Linked DNA regions of Sus scrofa: region 2 is linked to region 1. The links are chromatin contacts, called in public Hi-C maps. All regions are on one chromosome and are shown on one strand. The core of a region is the stretch at or near the end of the contact, and the rest is flanking DNA. Distances in the headings are between cores, read along the strand shown. Region 1 has its middle 230 kb from the start of IRS2. Region 2 holds the start of IRS2 (insulin receptor substrate 2).

Region 1 (5,131 bases), core at 2,449-4,948:
TCATCACTGGCCTGGACCTCAGAAACACACCATCATCTGGGACAAGAACAGCTTAGCAAAACCAGGGCAGGCTCCCACCGTCCCCCCAGCTGTTTCAGGCCAGGGGGACAGGGCTCCCATTTCTGCCCCCGCCCCAGGGACTGGGCAGTGCTGGCCCAGGCCAGTGCCTCAGGGTCTGTTCCAAGTCAGTTCTCACTCGCTTTGATTGGCTGGACGTGGAGCCCTCTAACCCTCATTCCTGCATTTCCAAAGCTCCGGGTTTGGCCGTTGACTCTTCCTTCCCAGCCGCAGGCAGCTTCCATCGACCTCCAACCAGCACGGCCGACACCGAGGCTCCTTTCCCCAGGGCTGGAGCGAACGGCTGGATGCTCGTTCTTCCTTACACACAATGGGGTTGAAAGATGTCTTTGGCTACTGACATCTGGGGGCTGCGGTGCTGTGCAGAGACCCTCAGCCAGGCCCTCACTTGCATGGGCACAGAGGGTCTGAGGCGTCTGAGCTTCTGGGTGTCTGGAGCTCTGTGGGACGGTCCTTGTGCCCCAGCACAGGCTTGCTCCCCGCTCCGACCCCATTCTCATCAGAATTGCCACCCAGGATAGAGCCCCATTTCTTTCTTTCTTTCTTTCTTTTGTTCTTTTTAGGGCCTGTGACACCTGCGGCATATGGAGGTTTACAGGCTAGGGGTCAAATCAGAGCTGCAGCTGCCAGCCTGCACCACAGGCACAGCAACGCCAGATCCCAGCCGCATCTGTGACCTTCACCACAGCTTGAGGCAACACTGGATCCTTAACCCACAGTGAGGCCAGGGATTGAACCTGTGTCCTCATTGACACTATGTCAATTTCTTTACGTGCTGAGCCACACTGGGAACTCCGGGAGCCCTGTTTCTGATGAAGTTCCTTTTCCTTTGCTGTCTGGCCTGGTCTTCTTCCCATAACTGGGCCTGAACCTGGGTTCGAGTCTGACCCTCGCCTTGGATACGTGTGGCTGCATTTGCAGCCCTGCCCTGGGTCCCCGTAGAAAGGGCTCCTATCCCGCTTCCACCCCCTGAAGGGCCAGGCCTCCTGTTCCTGGGTCTTGCCTTTGCCGGATCCAGCACGGCCCTAACCTCGTGGGTTCCAGGCAAAGTTTCCTCAGGTGTAGAAACATCCATTCCCAGTGGTGGCTGACCCAATTGCATTTGGAGGCAGGTCTGAATGGTGTAGCAAATGCTTCATCATGGTTTTAATTTTCGTCTGGACTGCAAGCTGATTTATCTCCAAAGCACTGAAACACTGGGCGTGGCAACCCTGGATTCACTGTAGACACTAGATTATCAAAGATGACATCAAAAACATCATAAATCCGTCAGTGTGACCCCAATGTGATTGGAGCACCCCACGTCTTCTCCCTTTTATAGACATTCGACTGATGCCTTGGTGCCCTCAACACAGGTCCAGTGACACCAGCTTTAAACACTGCGACATCTTCTGGGATGGCCTGGGTCTCAAAGATACCTTTTCACCTGTTTCAACCGTATGCATATGAAAGCTCTCCTCAAAAAGGGCTGGGAGAAAAGAAACACAGAGATACCAGGACACCCTGAGCTATAGAAGTAGGACACTGGATGGGTGTACGCAGCAGATCTCAGCTGCTGAGTATCCAAAACTTAGACAAAGGGTCAGGGGTTTCTGTCTTTTTTGTTCAACGCTGTAATGCCCAGTCCTATTATGGTGGCCAAGAAGATCAATAAAGGTGTGCAGAACGAATGATACACATTTTATAGGGGGCGTTTCTAAAAGCACGATTTGATATTGCCTGAGTCTGCCCTTCAGGCTACAATGCATTGATGACTCAAAAAGAGTCTCAAAAAAAAAAAAAAAAAAAAAAAGCCGACAAAACAGATATTTTTTTCTTTCTACAATTTCTATTTTCATGTGCAAGTTTGGCATTTTGTAACGCAGTCTGAATGAAGTCGCCATCACATTCAAAAGACAAGGTCAGCTGAACAGAGACAACAGTACAACCGTCCTCAAAAACAAAAATAGTATTCATATCCACAGGAGCACATTTTATTCCAGCCATGAACAAGGGAGCTAGAAGTGCAATGGCTCTATGGTAGCTGATGCAGTATTCTAGCTCTTTTTTTTTTTTTTTTTCTGAAAACATGTACAAGTGCATGTATCGCTTTTTTCCTCTCAAAAAAGAAAGCAGTAAAACAAATGAGAGACTGAATCTTAATTTCAAATAAATGCAAAGAAATGCAGGAGTTCCCACTGTGGCTCAGGGGTTAAGAACCTGACTAGTATCCATGAGCATGCAGGTTCCATCCCCAGCCTTGCTCAGTGGGTTAAGGATCTGGTGTTGCTGTGGCAGTGGGGTAGGCCAGCGGTTACAGCTCTGATTCCACCCCTAGCCTGGAAACTTCCCTATGCCACAGGTGTGGCCCTAAAAAGGAGAAAGGGGGGGTGCGCTGCAGTCTACTTAGTTTTCTGAGGGGGAAAAGCAAATACAATGAAGTTGATTCTGAGGCTTTTGGAAAGGGATGCTGGAAAGTCAGCTGGAGGCATGTGGCTTTTGTCAGCACGTGGCTTAGGGATGCTGTGAGCAGGAAGGGCGACCCTGCGGTGAAAGTCTGCAAAGGCAGAGAGCCTGACAGTGGCCCCAAACGCCTGCAGGGCGGCCACGAGCCCTCGGATGCCATCCGTGGAGTCAATGCCGTCTCCACCTGAATCATCAGGTTAGGGCACGCCGTCGCGGTGACCCTGACTTCTGCCTACATCGCGAGAGGATGCGCAGGATCTTCGAGGGCCGGGCTGACGTCAGCTTGTTCCGTCACACGCTCTACCCCTGAGCTGTACCCCCAGGGGGCGCCCTCTGCAGCCGCATCTTCATCCTCAACCCCCTCTGCCTGGAAGAACTGGAAAGTGTCCACCACAGACCCTCGCCAGCCACGGCGGACTGTCCTCGAGCTGGAGAAGATCGGCTTCATGGAAGAAAAACAAGGGTCCACAATGAGCCTCCTTCTGCGGGAAACTTCAAGGAAGAGCCGGGGCCTCAGGGGCCGTGACCAGAGGAGACTCCTTTGCAGGCTCACGTGCTGGCTGTCCAGGCCCCCACCGCCGTCTCTGGCAGTGGACAAGCAGTGTGAGCAGAGACAGACACTCCCTCCACTTGTGTGCGGGCTGCTTCCCGCCTGTGCCCTCTGCGAGCCCACGGCTCAGGCCTCCCGGCCAGAAACCCACAGGCCGGGGGTGCAGAAGCGTGTTGCATTTATCCACGTTTAGATGCATGGGCGCTCCACACCCCTGCGTCTTCATGGGTGCTAGTCAGCTTCGATAACCGCGGAGCCACATCGGAAACATGTAAAAAATATTGTATGTCAAGTATATTTCAAAAAAAAAAAAAAAAAAACCAGACCCACCAAAACGTCCCAGATTATGGTAATTACTTCTTATCAAAAAATTAAACCAGGACCATAAAGTTTCATTTTCAACTACTGGAAGATTTCATGGGAGATTTTTTCCCAGGATGGTGTGATGCAGCACCTAACACTGTATTTTCCTGGTGATTGTTGGCACCATCAGCACAAACATTGTTTAATTTCTGGCCGCTTCCTAGCGCTCCTTGAATTGTTTGCGTAAACCCCCATCTGCTCTGCGTGACTTAAGAACCTTTGCTCTGCCCCAGCCCAGATTCTCTGCCTGGAGGCTGATGGAAGCATCCAGTGATTGGAGGACGTGGATGGCCTGGGTTTTGTTGACTTCAGGAAGGTGAGGCGGGGCTCTGACCACTGCGGTGTCTGTTAAAGATTCGTTGTAAGTAAACAGTCATGCATGTACTTTGGCATGTAAGTTGCTATTTTTAGCCTAAACTGAGTTTCTTGCCCTATTTTTTTTTTTTTCAGTAAAGAAATGTTCGCTGTGTTATACACATTTTGAGCACTGGAAAATCATTTTTTGTGATCGATGACTCAGAAAAGAAGTAGGATTTTCTCATGGAATTATTGGTGGGGGGCCCGGAGGGGTGTTTTTCAGCTTCCTACGTCTTACTTTGGGGCATTCGCGTTGATCGGATAAAGGCTCCTCCGCGACCATCCCGTGACAATCCTGGGATGTCTTCCTGTGTTTTAAGTGGAGACCGTGCACCTGCTCTGAATGGGTCAGAAAGAAGAACTACGTCTGCAGTAAAATGCTAACAAGCCTCCAGAAGTGCACATCTTCCTCGGCTTACAGCGGGCTTGTGTCCTGTTCAAAGCATCATGCACTGAAAAGACTGTAAATTGAAAAACCTTTTAATGTACCCAACTCACTGAACCTGCAGAAGCTTAGCCTAGCCTGCCTTACGCATGCTCACCACACTTACCTTAGCCTCAAGTGGGGCAAAATCATCTTTTTAGGGCCGCACCTCTGGCATGTGGAGATTCCCAGGCTAGGGGTCCTACACCACAGCCACAGCAACACCAGAACCTTAACCCACTGCATCGAACCTGTGTCCTCATGAATACTAGTCAGACTCGTTTCTGCCAAGACACGACAGGAACTCCCAGAAAGGTATTTTAAAGTGTTGAATACATTATGCAATTTATTGTATAATGTACCGAAGGAGAAAAACAGAATGGTTGTAAATCTTGGGCTGTTTGCCCTCCTGATGGTTGGCAGACTGGCAGCTGCTCCTTCTGCCCCCGCCCAGCTTCGCAAGATGGGATTGTCACTGCACATCTCTAACCCCGGAAAAATCAAAATTCAAAATTCAAAGTATGGTTTCTACTGACTGTATGTTGTTTTAGCACCATGGTAAAGTCAAAAACCCATAAGCTGAACCATCCCAAGTCAGGGGTCTCCTGTATTTACCGCTGCTTTCTGAGGTTGAAATTGCATTTTCCCATAGAATGCCTAGCAGGAGGGGAATACCTTTTGGCTTAAATTAAACATAATAAAAAACTACAGAATTTTAGAAACATATTTTAAAACGCCAACATAAACTCAAGCATAAATTAAAAAATAAGCAGAATAGAAAAATAAATAAGCCAGCCCAAACTGAGCTTTCTTTATCTGCAGCTCTGCCTTCTAGCTGAAAGAGTGCCTTTGGTGGATGCTGAAAAAATTAGATGTGGGAAGAAGGACCTGGCACTTTCCTAACTCCTCTTATG
Region 2 (4,944 bases), core at 496-2,995, 230 kb before region 1:
GAAAGTCACAAAAGCCACGTAGATGTAAACACTCGAAGCACTTCTTCAAGGGCGTATTCCACGCGGCGCAGACTGCGGGCTAAGCGCGCGCAGGTCTGCAGCCGCCCGCTCCTGCGCCTCCCCCACGCGGTGCCGAGGGTCGGGCGGGAGGAGGGCACCCGCGGCGGGGACCCGGCTCCCGGGGCTGTGTGCTCGCTGGAGCCCGCCCTCTTCCCGGCACTATGGAAACTGCAGTTCTCCACGCCCGCTCGTCCTCCTTCTCTTTCTCCTATTACATCCCCAACAGCCGATTTCAACTTCCCGAGAACCTGACAAGTGAATGGCGCTGATGACGCCCCGGAAAGAGCCCACGACCGGGTGCGGGGGAAGGGCGCCCCTGAGCGGGTGGGATCCCGCCAGCGGCCGCCGCCAGCGCGGCCTGGGGTAGAGGGCGCCGCATCCGCGCCCCCTCCCGCACCCCGACTCTCCTTCCAGGAAGGGGCACCGAAGCTGCTGCCGATCCAGAGCTCACCGGTGACGGACTAATGTGATGCTCGTAAACAAGCCGGGGCCGGGCACCCGGGAACCACCCAGGCGCAAACCCGCCAAGGCGCGCCCCCACCCCGAGCCTGGGCGCGGGATCTGCTGGCCGAAGTGTGTGTTGGGGGAAGGTGGTTCCGAGAGGGCAGCCAAGTTCACTGCCCCTTCTTGGCCCCCAGCAAATGGGGCGGCGGCGGGGCGATGCGGGGCCCGAGTGGGGTGCTACCTCCGCCTCCCCTGCACCAAGCCCAGGTCCGCGGTCTCGGCCCCTGATCTCCGCAGGCGCCCACCCCCTACAGTGTTCCCTCCCCCGGTCCCCTCCCCGGCGGAAGCTTCGAGCCCAATTAATTGAGTCAAAGGCGGGAGGGCAGGGCCCTCCGCGCGGCGGCCGGCCCCCGCCCCTCCCGCGCGCCCCTTTTCCCGCCCTGGGTGGCATCTCCTCCGCCGGCATCCCCAACGAGCCTCTGATTAATGAGGCTCGGGCCGGCCCCCACCCCGCCCCGGGCCCCGGCCTCCGCGGGAGGGGGAGGGGACGGCGGGAAACGCGGCCCCGGGAGAAAGGGGGGCGGGGCGGGGGCGCGCGGCCCGCCCCCCCCGCGCCCGGCGCCCATTGGCCGCACGCGCCGTCCGTCCGGGGGCGCGGCGCCAATGCGGGCGGCGGGGCGGGGCGGCCGCGCAGTGTGTGCCTGCGTAACGCCGAGTCACATGTTGTTTTGCTCTTCTTAGTTCAGTCACTCGGTGCGCGATGTGTTACTCACTGTGCGGCGGGGACCGCGACGAGCCCGGGTCGCCGTTGGCAGCAGCAGCAGCACCAACCCCGGCGGCGGCGCGGACCCCGAGTACCCGGGCACACCCCGGCACCGCGGAGCGCGGCGCAGCGGCGGGACCGGTGCGGCCGCGCGCGCCTTAAGGCTCGGCCCCACGGCTCGGGGACCCCGACTCTCGGCCCAGCCAGCGAGTCCCCAGGCGCCGCCCGAGAGCCCAGGAGGAAGCGGCCGCGGGCAGCCGGGCCAGGGGGCGGCCACCGCCCGCGTTGGTCATCCTCTGGGGCCCCGGAGCGCGGAGGGCGCTGCGCCACCGCGCGGTGCCGGCCCCCGCGGGCCTCCCCGAACCTTCTCCACCTCCTGGGCCCGAGGGACGCGGGCTCGGGCGGGCGAGCAGGGGGGGGAGGGAGCCGCTCCCGCCCGCGCCCCCTCCGCTCCCTCCAGCCCCTCCAAGCCCGGCCGGGCGGCGGGGCCTGAATCGCCGGCGATGGCGAGCCCGCCGCTGCACGGGCCCCCCGGGCCGGCGGGCGGCGACGGCCCCAACCTCAACAACAACAACAACAACAACAACCACAGCGTGCGCAAGTGCGGCTACCTGCGCAAGCAGAAGCACGGCCACAAGCGCTTCTTCGTGCTGCGCGGGCCCGGCGCGGGCGGCGACGAGGCGACGGCGACAGCGGGTGGGGGGTCGGCGCCGCAGCCGCCGCGGCTCGAGTACTACGAGAGCGAGAAGAAGTGGCGGAGCAAGGCGGGCGCCCCGAAGCGGGTCATCGCGCTCGACTGCTGCCTGAACATCAACAAGCGCGCTGACGCCAAGCACAAGTACCTGATCGCCCTCTACACCAAGGACGAGTACTTTGCCGTAGCGGCCGAGAACGAGCAGGAGCAGGAGGGCTGGTACCGCGCGCTCACCGACCTGGTCAGCGAGGGCCGCGCGAGCGCCGGCGACGCGCCCCCCGCCGCCGCCACCGCCGCGTCCTGCAGCGCCTCCCTGCCCGGCGCCCTGGGCGGCTCGGCCGGCGCCGCGGCGGCCGATGACAGCTACGGGCTGGTGGCGCCCGCCACGGCCGCCTACCGCGAGGTGTGGCAGGTGAACCTGAAGCCCAAGGGCCTGGGCCAGAGCAAGAACCTGACGGGCGTGTACCGCCTGTGCCTGTCGGCGCGCACCATCGGCTTCGTGAAGCTCAACTGCGAGCAGCCGTCGGTGACCCTGCAGCTCATGAACATCCGCCGCTGCGGCCACTCGGACAGCTTCTTCTTCATCGAGGTGGGCCGCTCGGCCGTCACGGGCCCGGGAGAGCTGTGGATGCAGGCGGACGACTCGGTGGTGGCCCAGAACATCCACGAGACCATCCTGGAGGCCATGAAGGCGCTCAAGGAGCTCTTCGAGTTCCGGCCGCGCAGCAAGAGCCAGTCGTCCGGCTCGTCAGCCACGCACCCCATCAGCGTCCCCGGCGCGCGCCGCCACCACCACCTGGTCAACCTGCCCCCCAGCCAGACTGGCCTGGTGCGCCGCTCGCGCACGGACAGCCTGGCCGCCACCCCGCCGGCGGCCAAGTGCAGCTCGTGCCGGGTTCGCACGGCCAGCGAGGGCGACGGCGGCGCGGCTGCGGGGGCCGGGGCGGCAGGCGGGAGGCCGGTGTCGGTGTCGGGGAGCCCCCTGAGCCCAGGGCCTGTGCGCGCGCCCCTGAGCCGCTCGCACACCCTGAGCGGCGGCTGCGGCGGCCGCGCCAGCAAAGTGACGCTGGCGCCGGCAGGGGGCGCTCTGCAACACAGCCGCTCCATGTCCATGCCCGTGGCGCACTCGCCCCCGGCCGCCACCAGCCCGGGCAGCCTGTCGTCCAGCAGCGGGCATGGCTCGGGCTCCTACCCGCCACCTCCCGGCCCACACCCGCACCTGCAGCATCCCCTGCACCCTCAGCGACCCTCCAGCGGCAGCGCCTCGGCTTCGGGCTCCCCCAGCGACCCTGGCTTTATGTCCCTGGATGAGTATGGCTCTAGCCCTGGGGACCTGAGAGCCTTCTGCAGCCACAGGAGCAACACGCCCGAATCCATCGCCGAGACTCCCCCGGCCAGGGACGTCAGCGGGGGCGAGCTGTACGGGTACATGACCATGGACCGGCCTCTGAGCCACTGTGGGCGCCCCTACCGCAGGGTATCCGGGGACGGGGCCCAGGACTTGGATAGAGGGCTGAGAAAGAGGACTTACTCCCTGACCACACCTGCCCGGCAGCGGCCGGTGCCCCAGCCCTCCTCCGCATCCCTGGATGAATACACCTTGATGCGGGCCACCTTCTCTGGCAGCTCGGGCCGTCTCTGCCCGTCCTGCCCCGTGTCCTCTCCCAAAGTGGCCTACCACCCCTACCCCGAAGACTACGGCGACATCGAGATTGGGTCGCACCGGAGCTCCAGCAGTAACCTGGGCACGGATGACGGCTACATGCCCATGACCCCTGGCGTGGCCCTCATGGGTGGTGGCAGTGGGAGCTGCAAGAGTGACGACTACATGCCCATGAGCCCCACCAGCGTGTCGGCCCCGAAGCAGATCCTGCAGCCACGGGCCACTGCAGCGGCCGTGCCCCCCACAGGGGCGGCGGTGCCCACGCCCACTTCTGCAGCCAGCAGGGCCTTTCCGGGGAGTGGGGGCAGCAGCTACAAGGCCAGCTCCCCGGCCGAGAGCTCCCCGGAGGACAGCGGGTATATGCGCATGTGGTGCGGCTCCAAGCTGTCCATGGAGAACGCTGATGGCAAGCTGCTTTCCAACGGGGACTATCTCAACATGTCCCCCAGCGACGTGGGTGCCCCGGGCACCCCGCCTGACTTCTTCGCGGCTGCCCTGCACGGCGGCGGGGAGATGCTCCGGGGCGTCCCCGGCTACTGCTACAGCTCCCTGCCCCGCTCCTACAAGGCCCCCTACACCTGCAACGGGGACAACGACCAGTACGTGCTCATGAGCTCCCCCGTGGGGCGCATCCTGGAGGAGGAGAGGCTGGAGCCTCCGGCCGGCCCGGGGTCCACAGGGTCCACGCAGCTGGACGGCGCCTTCGGGGCCGCGGCAGGTGGCGGCGGCCACACCCAGCCACCCCATCCCTCCGTGCCTTCGCCGGGGAGGCCCAGTGGCGTGGGCAGCGGGCGCCCGGAGGGCTTCCTGAGCCAGCGCTGCCGGGCCGTGCGGCCCACGCGCCTGTCGCTGGAAGGGCTGCAGACGCTGCCCAGCACACACGAGTACCCGCTGCCGCCGGAGCCCAAGAGTCCCGGCGAGTACATCAACATTGACTTCGGCGAGGCGGGTGCGCGCCTGTCGCCGCCCGCGCCCCCGCTGCTGGCCTCGGCCGCCTCGTCGTCGTCGCTGCTGTCCGCCAGCAGCCCGGCCTCGTCCCTGGGCTCGGGCACCCCGGGCACGAGCGGCGACAGCCGGCAGCGCTCCCCGCTCTCCGACTACATGAACCTCGACTTCAGCTCGCCCAAGTCACCCCAGCCGGGCCCCCAGGGCGGGCATCCGGTGGGCTCCCTGGATGCCCTCCTGTCCCCCGAGGCCTCCGCCTACCCGCCGCTGCCCCCGCGCCCCGCAGCCCCTTCCTCGGCCCTGCAGCCGGTGCCCCCGCCACCCCCGCCCGGGGAGCTGTACCGCCTGCCTCCAGCACCCACCCCCCAGGGCCCC

Evidence for each region. Hi-C and Micro-C count contacts between places; a contact is called where the count stands out from the background.
Region 2: a Hi-C map of liver shows a contact between it and region 1, with 2.0 times the contacts expected there. The contact joins the promoter of IRS2 here to the enhancer-like site in region 1. A contact is called at or near these places in 1 of 5 promoter capture datasets (liver), 4 of 47 Hi-C or Micro-C datasets (liver and skeletal muscle) and 1 of 2 datasets of contacts at active chromatin or transcription factors (alveolar macrophages).

Annotation. Positions count from the first base shown.
Region 1 is chr11:76,424,663-76,429,793 of Sscrofa11.1, reverse strand. No RefSeq gene overlaps it. Among named protein-coding and RNA genes, the nearest start is that of IRS2, 230 kb to the left of the region's middle. Within about 2 kb of position 3,698, at least 7 of the 83 cell types and tissues checked have an H3K27ac peak or open chromatin away from gene starts, as enhancers often do. A contact at or near this core is called in liver, where this site is marked.
Region 2 is chr11:76,651,440-76,656,383 of Sscrofa11.1, reverse strand. It overlaps IRS2 (insulin receptor substrate 2), which reads left to right and starts at 1,745. Exons shown (of 3, transcript XM_021065907.1): 1 at 1,745-4,944. The coding sequence starts at 1,771. LOC110255859 (a long non-coding RNA gene) reads right to left here and starts at 973. Exons shown (of 2, transcript XR_002336770.1): 1 at 1-973.